Regions from separate parts of the Callithrix jacchus genome. Here region 1 is linked to region 2. A link is a contact called in public Hi-C data. All regions are on one chromosome and are shown on one strand. The core of a region is the stretch at or near the end of the contact, and the rest is flanking DNA. Distances in the headings are between cores, read along the strand shown. Region 1 holds the start of WNT9A (Wnt family member 9A). Region 2 holds the start of ZNF496 (zinc finger protein 496).

Region 1 (7,479 bases), core at 472-2,971, 490 kb after region 2:
AAGAAAGCAAGAGAGCTGAAACACACGCACTCAGCTAAAGCAGCAGAGCCCCTTGACCTCCACCGGGGCGCAGAGCCCAGAGACAGATCAGAGGAGGAGAGGCCAGGACCCAGCCCCACCCCGTCGCCAGGAATCGGATCACAGCAGGGACAAAGCCGCCCAGCCCAGACAAGCCCAGGGTGTGTCCGGAGCCAGAGGAGCAGAGCCTCCGCTGGGCCGGAGAGCAGGGAAGCACAGCTGGCTGGCAAGGCCCCCGTGACTCACCGCGGACCTGTGGCCCTCCCTTCTGCCTTCCCGGGTGAGGCTACGGGCTGCACAGATGGCGTGCCGTGGCGTGCCAGCCCGGCCCAGGGCCGTACCCACAGTCGGAGCCAGGAGAGGGTTGTGGGTGGGGGCCCCAGGGAACGGAGACACCGAGCTGACCCTGGAAGACGACCCAGAAGAAAGGAACGGAGAGAAAAAAGGCGGAGAAAGAAAAACACAAAGGGAAAGTTTCCCATGAAAATATTTTATTTTCTTTGAGAACAGGATACACCTGCAGGGCTCCTCGGCCCAGGCGGCCTCTCCCCACCCTGGCGGGTGCCAGATTCCTGGACCAACGGGGCCCTCTGCCGGCCAGGCAGCCTCGCGCCGGCGCTCGGGCCAGAGGGCCGGGAACAGGTGACCGGCGGAGGGCGGCGGCCCAGGGAGCGGCCCAGGGCGCCCAGGTCGGGGGCTGGGATCCGAAGGCCAACCAGGGCTCCCAGGGGCGGCGCCCGGGGCAGAGGTGGGAGAGTGGCGGGGAGGCCGGGGGCGCTGCCTCGCACGGTGCCACCCTGCACCTCGGCGTGCCCGAAGCGCGGCGAGGTCCCTATAAGGTCGCTGGGCTGGGCATCCCCGACCTGGGAGGGGGGAAGGGAAGGAAAGGCAGAGAAACGCGCCGACAGCCCGGCAAGGCGCCGCTGCAGACACACGCGAGCACCGGCAGTGACACCGCGGGACGCTCCGGCCGGGCCCTGCGCTCCAGGCCAGGTCCTGCAGACGCGCTCCCGCGGGCAGGGGTCCACGCCACAGCGTCAGAAGCAAAGCGCAAGAAAAACAAATTCCTCCAGCTTGGAGGGTTTTTTTTTCTTTCTTTCTCCCTTTGGGGCTCAGCGCAAGGAACATCTGGATTTTGTACGTATTTTTGTTACTGTTAAATAACTTCTCGAGGAGAGAAAGGCGGGGAGCTGCTAGGTGGGCGATGGGCTGCGGCCGAAGACTCAGGCTCCAGCCGTTTGGCAAGCACAGGGCGGCCCCAAGAAGCCGGGACCTGATCCCAGTCCCTAATCGAGAGGCGGTCCCGCTCACCGCGGCGGCGACCACCACGATTCCGCGGTCACGGAGGACGGCGGCCCCGCGCAAGCCCGACGGGTCCGCCCGCCTCTCTACCGTGCCCCGCCGCGGAGCGGACGGAGCGACGCGCGCGCGGCAAACACACAGCGCCAGGCAACCCGGCGGCCCCGCCGCGCCCCGGCCCGAGCCACCCCCGGGACTCCGACGCCCCCGCCCCGGCTCTGCCGCCCCCGCCCACCCGTGCGCGCCGGCCGCGGAAGGCACCTACCCGAAGTAGGCGGCCGAAGGGCGCAGCGCGGCGAGCAGCAGCGTCAGCCCGAAGGCCGCGGCCAGCCAGCGCGCCAGCGGGGGCCCATCCAGCATCTTGCCGCGCCGCGGCGGCCGACCATCGCGCTCCCAGCTCCGCGCAGGACGCGTCGCGGCCGCCGCCCTCTTATAGCGCCCGGAGCGCGGCCAGCTGGGCCCGGCCCCGCCCCGCGCCCGGGAGGGGATCACGCCGGCGCCGGGGGCGGGCCGAAACCCGAGCCGCGCGCGCGCCCGCCCGCCCGCCGGCCCCTCCTGGCCACGCGGGGCCCCGGCCGCCTCTCCCGGCGCGGGTCTCAGGCGCGCCCCGCCCGCGGGGACGGAGGAAGGAGGGGCGGAGAGCGGTGGGAACCGAGGGCGGGGCGGGCGAGAACTCTGGGCGGCCGCCGCGGGACGGCTTCGGGGGGCCGGGGGCGGGCGCGGGGAAGCGGGTAGAGCGTTGGGGGCGCTGCCGGCGGAGCTTGGGGTGGCCCCGGGGGCGGGACCGAGGGGGAGGGGAGGGGAGGCGTTGGCGGCCGGGCTAGCTGCCGGCGGGGCTCGAGGCTGGGACGGTCGGGGATGCAGAGGACCCGGGCGTCTACCCCGAGTTGGGCGCTGCGCTGCTGCCCTGGGGGAAGCCTGGCGAGGAGGAGGCGGGCTAGCCGGCGATGCCTGCGCCCTTTGCGCCTGCTAACCCCCTCAAGAGCGGGGCCAAGGAAGCGCTCCTCTCTGGCGGGCACGGTGGCTGCTTTGGGCCTGGGGATGAAGCGACGTGGCCTGTTGGGGCTGAGAGGTGAGTCGCTCTATCTTTTGGGGTCCTGGTGGTCTCCCCATTCTTAAATTGTGGGAGGGGAGCTAGCGGCTAAGACACTGCCACACCAGCCATCGGGCGACGCCCTTCTCCTGTTTCCTGGCCGGGACTGGGGAGAAAGAGGACTCCTGGGATGGAAGGTGCACGCCCAGGCAGCTAGAAGGGCAGAGTCGCCGCCCAGAGACTCGTCCCCGCTGCTGATGCGGATTCAGAGCCGCTTCTGAAGCAGGATGGTGTCAGAGGACCCAGAGCTGGCGTTAGGACACAGGTGCACACGTTCCAGACGGAACGTCCAGGAGAAGGCTTTGAGGTTCTTTGGATGGGGCCTCTGTGCCGCAAAGCAAGAGACACAAGAACGGGTTCCGGATCCAGGCTGGTGGAGGCATGTCATTCACCTGCCACCTGCAGACCCTGGTCAGTGCGGGGTGGTGCCCCCCCCCCACAGGCCAGGCTGCCAAGACCAAGAACACTTAGGGCCAGCGAGCCTGCCCGGCCACGTGCTGCAGGGGCCTCAGAGACCTGGGCTTCGGGACCAGCACTGCCCCCGGGAAGGAAGGCCTCTCTAGGCAGTGACCTCTGCGTCTGCAGGGGCTGATTCTGGCACAGTGACCGCAGGACCCGGGGGGAAGAGCAAATGCCCCAGAAGGCTGTGAAACCCTGCCCATCAGCGACCTGACTGTGGCAGTGACAGGTGGATATGAGGAGTCCTCAGGAGAAGAAAACAGCAGAAAATGGCCCCCATGAGGGTTCTGAGCCACCCTCACCACCTCTTGGGCTCTTGGCCCTGCTTCCCTGGGAAAGCCTGGCCACGTGGGCCACCCTGGTGACCATGCCCTTCCTGAGTCCATCCTGGCCAGCTTGCCACGTGAGCTCCAGGTACATGTGGGGCAGGGTAAGGCTGGGGCAGGGAGGAGACTGGGCCCGGCAGTCACTCCCTCTTGGGCCTTAGTTTCCCCGTCTGAGACCCAACCAACTCCAGTGACTGGTGGCTTTTCTCTAAGGTGTGATGTCCTGTATGAGAGCCCTGGCCCCTGGTTCTGCTTTTCCACTGAGTGTGACTGGCCTCACATCCTTCCCCATCCATAGGACCCCCTCCTGTGGGGTGGGGAGAGGGCACTCATTTGTCCTCTTTTGCTCATGAGGGGATGAGCCGCCTCCCTTGAAGTGGGGCTGGCTCAGCAAACGGAGGGCAGACGGCAGCCCAGCCACCCAGGCTGCAGCAACCCCGGGGAGGCCCACGTGCTGCACAACCGTGGGCACCAGTGAGCCCCCAAGGTCCAGCTCTAGCACCTGGAGGCAAGAGGCAGCAGAGGAGAGCAGGCAGGCGATCACAGGCTTAAAGGCATGGAGATTGCCTCCAAGAAGAGGCGTGAGATTGTAAACATGCATCACAAGCCTCTGGCAACACAGCTCCCGTCCACTGGGCGTGAAGCGCTCTCCCGGTTAGCTGTCCCAGGCAGCGTAGTGGTCCCTGAGGAACGAGGCAGCTGCCTGGCCGGCTGAGGGCGAGGGGTCTCTAGTCCCAGCCCTGGACTCTGGGAACACATTTGGTGCACGAGGGTGCTGAGAAGGAACATCCAACATCCATGGACTCAGGAAGGGCCCTGCTGTTTCCCCAGAGGAGGGAGGCCATCAGCTCCTGGCAGCTTTCGGTGGTGGTGGGACTGACAGGCCAGACCTGAGTGGCCCCACCAAACCCCCACTTGAAGCCCCCGCCCAGCCAGGAGCCTATCAGGACCCAGAGCATGTGGCTGACAGGACCCAGGGCACATGGGTGGTAGGGCCCAGTGCCCTATGCAGGGGGTAATGCCACAGATACCCCTGAGGTCTGGCAGACTGGCCCAGCTCTCACCTCCCTGCACCTGGGATGATGGTGACAGACCGAGGTGGTCCCCTCAGCCTACCTGGACCCAAGGGGAACCACACTCCCTCCCACAAATCTCCCACACCCTCTTCCACAAATCTCCCAGCCTCAAACTCCCTTTCATGTCTGGCTGCCCTCACCCACCACGGTCTGCCTGCTGTCTCAACTGCAGCAGCTGGTGGCCCCTCCCAGAGGGCAGCGTTCACCCGCCCAAGGGCACATGGCGCTAGGGAGGCAAGCGCCTGCTCCCGCCCCCTGCTTCTCCCACCTAAGCCACATCCAGACAACCTTGGGCACGGTGTGAGGGGGAGACATTTCCCAGGGAGGGTGGGCTTTTTCACTGCCATCCAGTAGACTGCAGTCTGGCCCATGGCAAAGTGGCCTCTGTGTTTCCATTGGAGAAGCCGAGGCTGCTGGTTCTCTGGCTGGAAGGTGCGTCGTACCCACAACTTCCCACGGCCTCCCAGCCCTAAGAAGCTCTCCAGGTAAGGGGAGGGGAGTAGGCAGGATAAGCCATCTCCGGCCCACAGTCGGGTGAACAGAAGTCTAACGCCAATCAATACCAGGCCAGGTGTGGGGCTTACCCCTCTATTACCAGTACTTTGGGAAGCCAGGTATGGACGCCAGAGGCCCGGAGTTCCAGACTAACCTGACCAACAAAGAAGACCTTGTGTCTATAAAGAAAGAAAGAAAGAAAGAAAGAAAAACAAATTAGCAGGCTGGGCACAGTGGCTCATGCCTGTAATCGCAGCACTTGGGGAGGCTGAGGCAGGTGGATCACCTGAGGTCAGGAGTTCAAGACCAGCCTGACCAACGTGGTGAAACCCTGTCTACTAAAAATAAAAAAATAAAAAATTAGCCTGGTGTAGTGGTGGGCACCTGTAATCATTATTACTCAGGAGGCCAAGGCAGGAGAATCGCATGAACCTGGGAGGCAGAGGTTGTAGTGAGCCACGATTCAGTCATTGCACTCCAGCCTGGACGACACAAATGAAATTTCATCTAAAAAAAAAAAGGAAGAAAAACAAATTAGCTGGGCCAGGCACAGTGGCTTATGCCTGTAATCCCAGCATTTGGGGAGGCTGAAGCAGGCGAATCACTTGAAGCCAGGAGTTCGAGACCAGCCTGGCCAACGTGGTGAAACCCTCTCTACTAAAAATACAAATAAAAAAAATGAAACAAGTTAGGTGGCCATTACAGTGTGTGCCTGTAGTCTCAGCCACTCAGGAGCCTGGGGAAGGAGGATTGCTTGAGCCCAGGAGTTCAGGGCTGCACTGAACTATGATTATACCACTGCACTTCAGCGTGGGCAACAGAGCGAGAGCCTGTCTGAAAAAAATTATATTAAAAATTCCGAAGTCCAGGCTCCTCAGTCAAGTCCCAAATTTGAACCAGTTGCAGACCCAGGCCCCTTGAGGGGGGACCCACTGTGCTCCAAAATCTTACTGTTCTTATCTCTCTCCCAGCATTCCCCAAAGGCCCTTAACGGCCTTTTGCCAGGGTGACTGTTCAGTGCGGAAGGAGATGGTCAGACCTTTCAGGGATAGCTAGACATGGCTCCCAACAGACATCGACTCCAGGAGACCCAGCGGGATGAGGTGGCCCCAGGCAGAGCAGGGGCTTGTGAAGGTCCCAGAACCCATGGAATTGTAGCTCAGTCAACTCCCAGTGCTTCCCATGGCACCCGGAGCCCCTCCTGTGGTGGCGTCCCCAGCTCCAGATGTGTAATTGGAGTGGACACGCTGGGCAGCTGGCCAAAGCCCCAAGGGACTGCAGGAAGTGTTTAAGGCCAGGCTGGGTTTTCCCTGCCCCACCCGCCCTAGGGTTCAGCATGCTTTCCAAGGGATGGGGGAGGCACAGCACAGACAGGTCCTGTCCGCTGTGAGGGGAAGGAGCCTCACCATAGAACGTGAAAGCAAGCCGGCTGTGAATGCTCCTCACGTCCAGGCGCTCTTGCAGACATCCGTCTTCGTGCAGGCCCCTGCCCTGTGAAATGCTGAATCCCCCCACAGCCGCAGCCCCTGACTGTGCCCGCAGGACGGCATGTACTGGGCTGCCACGGTGTCTGGGTGCTGCTGGGACGCTCTGCTTGGCAAAGGCAGCCACCTGCTGAGGCCAGGCTCATCCTGACCTCCCTTCCAGGCCGGTCTGGATTCCTCAGGGAAGTGCTGTGGGCTCACACCCACCCCAAATGGAGGGCCCCTCTGGAAAGCCAGGGTGCCCCCACCAAGCAGAAGCCACGCTCTCCTTGGATCCACTCAAGTCACCATGTGACTGGGCAGAAATGAGTCTTGTTCCCCTAGGCCTCGCCAGAAAGCTCAGGAGGCAGGACCCCTGGGAAACGGAGCGACGCCTCCCCCGAGGCTCCTCCTGCCCCACTGTCCCTGGCCTGCGACTCCTACCCCCACCTCACCCTGCTCCACCTCCCCAGTCCAGTGATCCAACCTCCTCAGGCCCCTGCTCCCGGGGCCAGAGTCACAGAGAGAGGGAGACAGAGATGGAGAAAGGGGAAGAACAAGAGAATGAGAAGGATGGAGAGAGAAGGAGAGACAGAAAGAACTAGAGGCACAGAGAGAAGGAATGAAAGATGGAGACAGAGGCAGGAAAATGAATGAATGAGAGAAAATGAGAAACGGAATGAGAATGTGAGAGAGAGACAGCATGAGCGAGAGAGAAAGGGAGCGTTTCCTGTGGGGCACGGAGGACAGAGCAGGAATCCCCGAAGTCGCAAGCCCCAGAGGGGTGTGCAGACCGGCTGCCTGAGCTGCCACCGTGTAGGTGCCGCCTGGACACCCTACACCCACCCACCAAGGCCTCAGAGAGCAGGGGAGCCGTCTTCCCCAGCCGATGTGCCCCCCTCTGGACCCGGCCCAGCTAACAGAGGTACGTGAGAATGCGGTTCCCAGGAGCCGCACACCACTGGTCTGTGCCAGGAGGCAGTGGGGAGGCCCATGGTGGGAAGGCTGTTGGCACTGCCTGGGAAATGGGGCCAGTCTCTTGGGTGGTCTTGGAGAAGTGGGGCAAGAGGCTGCTTATCAGGAAACGTTGCCTCCTTGGGAAGGTTTATGAGGCCAGGCAGGGGGCGTCCCTAGGGGAGAGGGCAAAAACCACTCATGAGTCACTTGAAATGGAGCTGGACAAAGAGCTCACGCAGAAGCAACCCACCAAGACTGCCAGCCATGGGCAGAATGAGCTCCTGGGCTGTGTG
Region 2 (6,782 bases), core at 2,897-5,396:
ACCACTGTCCTACAGTACACAGGATCTGCATTTACTCACCCAAGAACCTTACCCAGTTGAGGCCTGCAGCAAACCCTTCTTTCCTGGAAGGCAAATTCCAAACTCTACTTAAGGCTCCAACTTCCTGGGATGGTGCTGAGAACTCGTCAGTAAAATGCAGATAATATATCCAGCAAATGAATGATTCAGCAAATGCTGAACAGACTGTACAAAGTATGCTTCCTCATCCCTCCCTCACTCAGACACACACACACACCTGTAACACTGGGTCCCTCACTCAGACACACACACACACACACACACACACACCTGTAACACTGGGTCCCTCAGCACTATCCCTTCCCCTCTCTTCCTCACTCAAACACACACACCCCTGTAACACTGGCTCCCTCACTCAGGCACAGACACAGACATAGACACATACACACGCCTACACACCTGTAACACTGGGTCCCTGACCACTATCCTTAAGGATTCAAAGCACTTGAGGAGCAAACAGCAAAGATCATGAAGGATCAAACTCACATTCATGGAAACATCTGCAGAACTGTAATGATCAGGGTGTTTCCCTCCTAAGAGAGTCAAAACCTCTCCAGGAGCGAAAGTGAGAAAATCTGCAAGGACTGAAAAGAGAACAGGTAGCCCTGCCTTTCATCAGGCTAAGGAGACAGACGAGTAACCTGCTGTGCTTTCGCAGGACACGGTTTCCCCCGAGGTCTTGTGGAAGTGGTGAAATGCCACAACACCCACTTGACAGAGGGACTCCTTCTTCTAACCAAGAATGTCCTAGACCCCTTGCTACACTCATTTGTGACTGGGGGAACTCAATAACTAAGCCACCCTTGCATCCTGACAGCTGATAAACCTCAGTGAACCCCAACTTTTCCCAAGCCCACCTCTAAACAACAACCAGTGCAGATCTGGCTCCCACTTCCCTGACATATGATCAATTATTAAAACCTCATGCTTCCATGTGGCCTCAGCAGCACGCACAGGCTGAGTACCCCAAGCAACTAGGCACTGGTGTGATAAGCCTGGTCTCTGCCTTGAGGTCCCCTTCTCGCCTTCCCCTGACTGTGACCCAGCAACATGCAGCATTAAAATCCCCTAGTACCTTTTGCTCGTGGTGTACCCCACCCTGACCCCCCAACATAGGTGCTCACCTACAGGTTCTCTCTCTTTCTTGGCTCCCCACCTGCACTTCGGAGCCCACTCCCTTCGCACTCCTCCAAGGCCCCTGCACCCCTGCAGTGCCGCCCTCTCCAGAGCCTTTGAGCATAATAAATCCTTTAATTGCATCTCATTCCTGGACTCTAATTGCTGCAGCCACCTGGGTTAAAAGATCCCACAAGAGAGACTTTCACATTTATATCACACCTGACATCCTCCCCCTCCTCCATCCTCCACCTGGAGCCAAACCTTGCAAAGACTTCTCCCCTGATCAAGCCAGGCTCCCGCCTCCTCTGGGTGCCCCCCCTCACTGCATCAAGACAATCAATCCGGTCATTTCAGCAAATCTGAATTTGTCAAGGTACAAGCTTGTCCCTGATGGTCTGGCTGAATAGGCATTAACGACCCAATGCTCAAGATTAGCTCCAAATACCAATGGTTGGGGTCTCCGCTTTATTTTCCTGACCATAGCATCCAATACACATTTCAAAGAAAGAGATGTCATCTCTTCAGTGATAAATCCGCCATTTTTAGAGGTACTTTCACTGGAGCCTCTGAGAGAGGGTTATGTCAGTCTACCTGCAGACCTCAAAGTGTTTTCTTGCTTTCAACAACAACAACAAAAAAAAGAGATGAACAGGCCTCTGTGACAGTTGAGAGGCTTCTATAGTGAGAAAATATAATCATGCAAAGCTCTTTCACCGAATAGCTTCTCACTAACCCCTTTCCACAGACCACAATAAGGGACCAGATCAGTGCCATTGCTGTCCATTCCCCTCTAAGTCTGTGTCCAACACAGTAAGAACTAGCACTTATTCCGAGGACTGTTCCTAAAGCACAGTTTATTGAGTATCTGCTACGCCCAGCTTACAAGAGCTTCTCGCACTGCAAAAAGCAACGGAGTCCCTGCTGCCTGGTTAGCGTGCAGGCTGTGGTTGGGGCCTGTGGGTTCTGACAGCTCCCAGAGAAGGCAGGTGCGGTTGGTCCAGTGATGGGTGGTGGGGCTTCACATATTGCACACTTGCATTTGTTGTAGTCCACACGCACGTTTTGAGGCACGATGGCCTCCACAGGGGGCCGACATCAGAGGGTGATAGCTGCCTACCTGCAAAGCCCTGGGCTTTAAGCCATACAGCACATTTCCCTGTGCACACTTCACTTTCGGGGTTATCCATCATTCACAGTTTCCTTTGCTACCGTCCATTCACCTTTCCACTCTGCAAGATGACTGTCTCCGGCCCTCTGCCTCCTGCTGTCACATTCCACCCGCTCTTATCCCTGTCAGCTAAGGGCCCTGTGTCACAGTCGGGGTTCTCCAGAGAAACAGAACAAATAACATATGGAGCAGGAAGAGGGAAGGGGGTGGGGGATATTGAGCTAGAGATCAATAGAGAGATGAGAGAGAGAGATTCTTTTCCTGCAAGGAACTGATGCGCTCTGTAGATTGCAAGGGCTTCTAAGTCCAAAATCCGCAGTGCAGGCTGCAGATCCAGAGTCGAGGCTGCCTCAAGTCCGCAGGCGGAGCTCCTTCCTCAGGAGACCGCGGGCTTTGCTCTTAGGGCCTTCAACAGATCTGATGGAGCCCACCCACGTTATGATGGGTAACCCGCTGCATTCAAAGACCACAGATTGAACGATTAATCACATCTAAAAAACAGCCTCACAGAAACAGCCTGACTGGTGTTTGAACAAAAACTGAGTACGATGGCAAGCCAAGATGGTTCATAAAATACAACGCCACACTCGCTCCTTATTTACTGGCATCAGGCTGTCATCTGGGGGACGATCACTGTTCACCACCAAGGGCTTCACTCCTTCGCTCGGTCCATCTCCTGCTCAGGTCGGAATGTGGACACTGACAAACCCGGGCTCGCAGAGACTCTGCCAGTCAAAAGCGATTACTCCCTCCAGCAGTGCAGAGGAGGCAGCGCCCACGGCCCTGAGATGAGAAGAGCAGCGGAGCTCAAGGAGCCTGTGCCTCAGTCCGACTACCTGGTCCCATTTTCCCAGCGGGGCCACTTTCTTTGGGAAAACTGACTTCCTTCTGCCTGCCCTGGAAAGGGGAGCCGAAGGAAATCGGAGCTGCGCGGGAGGTCCCCTCCGGAAGCCGGAGTAGGGGCGGTGGGAATCAGGCCTGCTCAGGGACCTGAGCACTTTCTCTCAAGCTCTGGAGCCTGAAAAATGAGCATGCCCCGGAGACGACCCACGTGAGAATCTGGGCTGCACTCAGCACAGGGGAGTGGCCAGCAGCCCTGTTTCGGGTGGGGTCCCCTAATTTCTGCTTGCCCCTCACTGCCACATAAGCTTGCCTCATCCCCTCCCTGCGCCCCTGTGCCCGGGGTCACCGTGGTCCTTCCCCGACCCCCACGCAGGGCCAGGACTCACGGCAGCCACTGTGCGCCCTTCCCAGGGTTGTCCCGTGCTCGGAGAGGCCTCCGGCTGCGCGGCCTTTCTCGGTCCCGGGACCCTGCACGTGGCGTCAGGCCCGGAAGGCGCGTCCCGCAGCCGCAGGAGGAGCTGGCGGCCCCGGCTTCGGCCGGGAATTCCCCCCCACTCTCCATCCCGCACCCCAGTTCCAGCTTTCAGCCTCAGCCGCGACTCCCGGTAGGCTGTTCCGGGCGTCCACCGGCCCGCGTGTCCTGGAAGCGCAGCAGACACGAGAAGAGCGGAGCAAACAGCCCCCGGGCTGCCCTTCCGGACCCGCGGCCGCCCCCGCAGCCCCCGCCCCGCCGCGCCTCGAAGCCTCGGCCTCCCGCCAGCCGCGCGCCTCCCCCTGGCGGGCCCGCGGGGAGGCCCGGGCGCGGCGACGTGGCTGACCCACAAAGCCCCCGGCCCGGCGGCCAGGCCTGGGCGCGCGCGGAGCGGGGCGGGCCGGGGGTGTCGGGTGTCACCCCCAGCGCACACCTCGGCCGGGGGGCGGGGGAGCGAACCAGTGAGATGCGGAGACCTCCCCGGTCCTAGAGCGGAGCAGGAAGTGTCCCAGGGGAGGGAGCCCGAGGGCTCCGGCCTTTCCTTTCCGCGGCGTCCGGCGGGCTCCGGCGGCGAACGGCCTGCGCCGCCCGCAAACAGGGACGTGCCGCGGCGGTGAGTGCACCCGGGCCCCGGGCCGGCCCCGCCCCGCCCTCCGCGGCCCGCGCCGGCCTCCGCGGCGCCGTCTCCGGGCCCGGACCCGGAGCTCGGGAAGGTGCGGGCGGCGGCCAAAGCAGCACGATTGTTTTTCAGGCGCCTCCCTTTGCCCCCGAGCCGAGCCGCGGCTTTCCGGATGAGCGAGAGACGCGGTGTGGACCCGCCGGGAGAGGAGCCGGGCGCCGGCGGAGACCCCGCCTCAGCAAGTCCGGCCGGCAGGGCGCGCTGGGAGGATGCGGAGGGCTGCGCTGGACTTCCGCCGCCGCGGGAGGGCTTTCGGGCGGGCGCCGCGAGGGAGCCGGAGGCTGTGAGGTGAGGAGCCGGGGCCGGCGGGGCGTGAGCGGGAGGAGGCGGAGCGCGGGGCCCTTCCCCGGCCGCGGCGACCGGCTCCTTCCCTTCTGCCGGTCCTGCCCGGTCCCTCCTCCGCCGGCGGCTGCGAGCGCGCTCCGCCCTGCGGGGCCCTCCTCCGACTCGCTAACGTTAGTTCATTCATCAGGCGTCTCCTCCGAGCCTCCCACGCGCCAGGTGCCGCCGTGACAAAGACGGACGCGGCCGTCTGGTCGGAGACGACCCGAGTGGAAGCCCGCCGCGGGAGCTGGCGGCCCGGGTGGGCGCCGGTGCGCGGGGGGCGGCCGCGAGTGGTCCCGGGCGCCGCAGGTGTGTGATGGGCGCCGCGGGGGCCGCCGAGCTGGGCGGGCGGGGCCGGAGCCTCCCTGGAAGGGAACCCGGGGAGGGGAGCGCGGTGAGGCGTCCAGCCTGCCGCCCCCACACGCGTTTCTGCACGGGCTGTGACTTCGGAAACCAGAGATTCCGAGGAGTGGGTTTTTCTGGAGCCACTCAGTTGTCCGGTAGCTGTTCTGGCATCACCTGCCTTCCTGTGACTTGGGGGTGAGGCCCGTGCCCCCTTCCCACCTGTGAGCTGTTGGAGGTTGAGACCCGCCACGCTGGACGACCTCATGCACTTGGGGGAGTGGCAGGCTCCTGGCAGTGCCCAAGGATCACGGAGGCCCGATGGCAGAGAAGGGCACTGTGAGTGTCCGCAGGTGCCTTTCCCGGCCCCGTGTTCTCAAGTGAGGATCGTGGACAGCAGCCAGGCACACTGGTGCTGATCTTTTGCCACCCTGCGTGTGTCGGCACCTGTCTGCCCCACAGCTGGGAGGTGTGGGCATCCCTGAGCCCCACGGGGGAGCTGTGCTAGCTGCAGTGTCTGGGGGTTCGATGAGGGCTGAGCTATGTGGTGACCGACCGGCTCTTAAAGAAGGGTGTGCCATTGCCTGGAAGGTGGTTTGAGGATGGCAAGGATAGAGAAGAGAGTGGAGGCGAGGTTGAAGTTCAAGGCATCTGAGTATGTGATGAAGGTGTAGGTGTTCTGAGATGCTCCAGAGAGTTGGCGGAAGGCTTATATAAAACCAGCGAGTTCTTTTGTTTTGTTTTGTTTTTTCCGAGACGGAGTTTCGCTCTTGTTACCCAGGCTGGAGTGCAATGGCGCAATCTCGGCTCACCGCAACCTCTGCTTCCCGGGTTCAGGCAATTCTCCTGCCTCAGCCTTCTAAGTAGCTGGGATTACAGGCACGCACCACCATGCCCAGCTAATTTTTTGTATTTTTAGTAGAGACGGGGTTTCACCATTTTGACCAGGATGGTCTCGATCTCTTGACCTTGTGATCTACCCACCTCAGCCTCCCAAAGTGCTGGGATTACAGGCGTGAGCCACCGTGCCCGGCCACCAGCAAGATTTCTCAATGCCGTGTTGTGCCTCTCTGGTAAACTGCATGTGGCTGCCTCGTGTGATTTCCCTGTCTCTGGGCGTTTTCTTACCTCTGCTTCATCCCCTGCCTCCCATAGCAGGCTCTGCTGGGCAAACCTGATTCCAGCTGGGTTGTCCATCAGCCCTCCGCCACCAGCAGGGTGGATTTTCTATTCCTGGATGTGCTTTTGAAGGCTCATCCAGTGCATGTCTGTCTTTGTCTTCCCAGCTCTATTTGTAAAAGTCTTAAGAGCAAGCACAGTGACTTCAGCTCCAAACCTTCAAGATAGTGGCCTGCTTGGCCTGCCCATCTTGGGTCTCTCCAGGAGGACCCAGCCACTCAAGGTACCAGAGAGTCTTGATTACATCTGCATGTGGCGCTCTTGGTTTCCTGGGGTGCTCAAAACACCAGTGTCACGTTGAAATGCCACCACTTTTCTCTCAGATTTCCAGTCTTGTTCACCCAGTCACTGACTTACGGGAATCCACACTTAATGGTACTGTCAGGGGTGGGGAAGGGGAGGGCATCTTTCTGTCTGTGTCATGCTGTATGTAAAGCCCAGCCACACCAACACTCCCTACATTTCCCAGGGCTTCTCCAAAGGGCTGGTATCTGAGGGCGTTGACAGTTTCCTTGTCACTATCCCCCAGAAACGACCGCAGGATACCAGAACACTGAAGCCAGTGATTTCTGTTTGGAAATAGGGTCGTCTTCTGCTGCTGACCCCCATCAAATCCC

What was found. Hi-C and Micro-C count contacts between places; a contact is called where the count stands out from the background.
Region 1: a contact with region 2 is called in a Hi-C map of skeletal muscle, with 4 times the contacts expected there. The contact joins the promoter of WNT9A here to the promoter of ZNF496 in region 2. A contact is called at or near these places in 2 of 3 Hi-C or Micro-C datasets (both in skeletal muscle).

What each region holds. Positions count from the first base shown.
Region 1 is chr19:38,796,993-38,804,471 of calJac240_pri, forward strand. WNT9A (Wnt family member 9A) reads right to left here and starts at 1,722. Exons shown (of 4, transcript XM_035280681.3): 1 at 1,583-1,722. The coding sequence starts at 1,677.
Region 2 is chr19:38,306,368-38,313,149 of calJac240_pri, forward strand. It overlaps ZNF496 (zinc finger protein 496), which reads left to right and starts at 4,147. Exons shown (of 15, transcript XR_013529903.1): 1 at 4,147-4,254; 2 at 4,393-4,608; 3 at 6,273-6,388; 4 at 6,749-6,782. It overlaps LOC128930207, which reads right to left. Exons shown (of 4, transcript XM_078356421.1): 1 at 6,626-6,782; 2 at 4,815-5,009; 3 at 3,556-4,770; 4 at 2,831-3,109. The coding sequence ends at 3,059.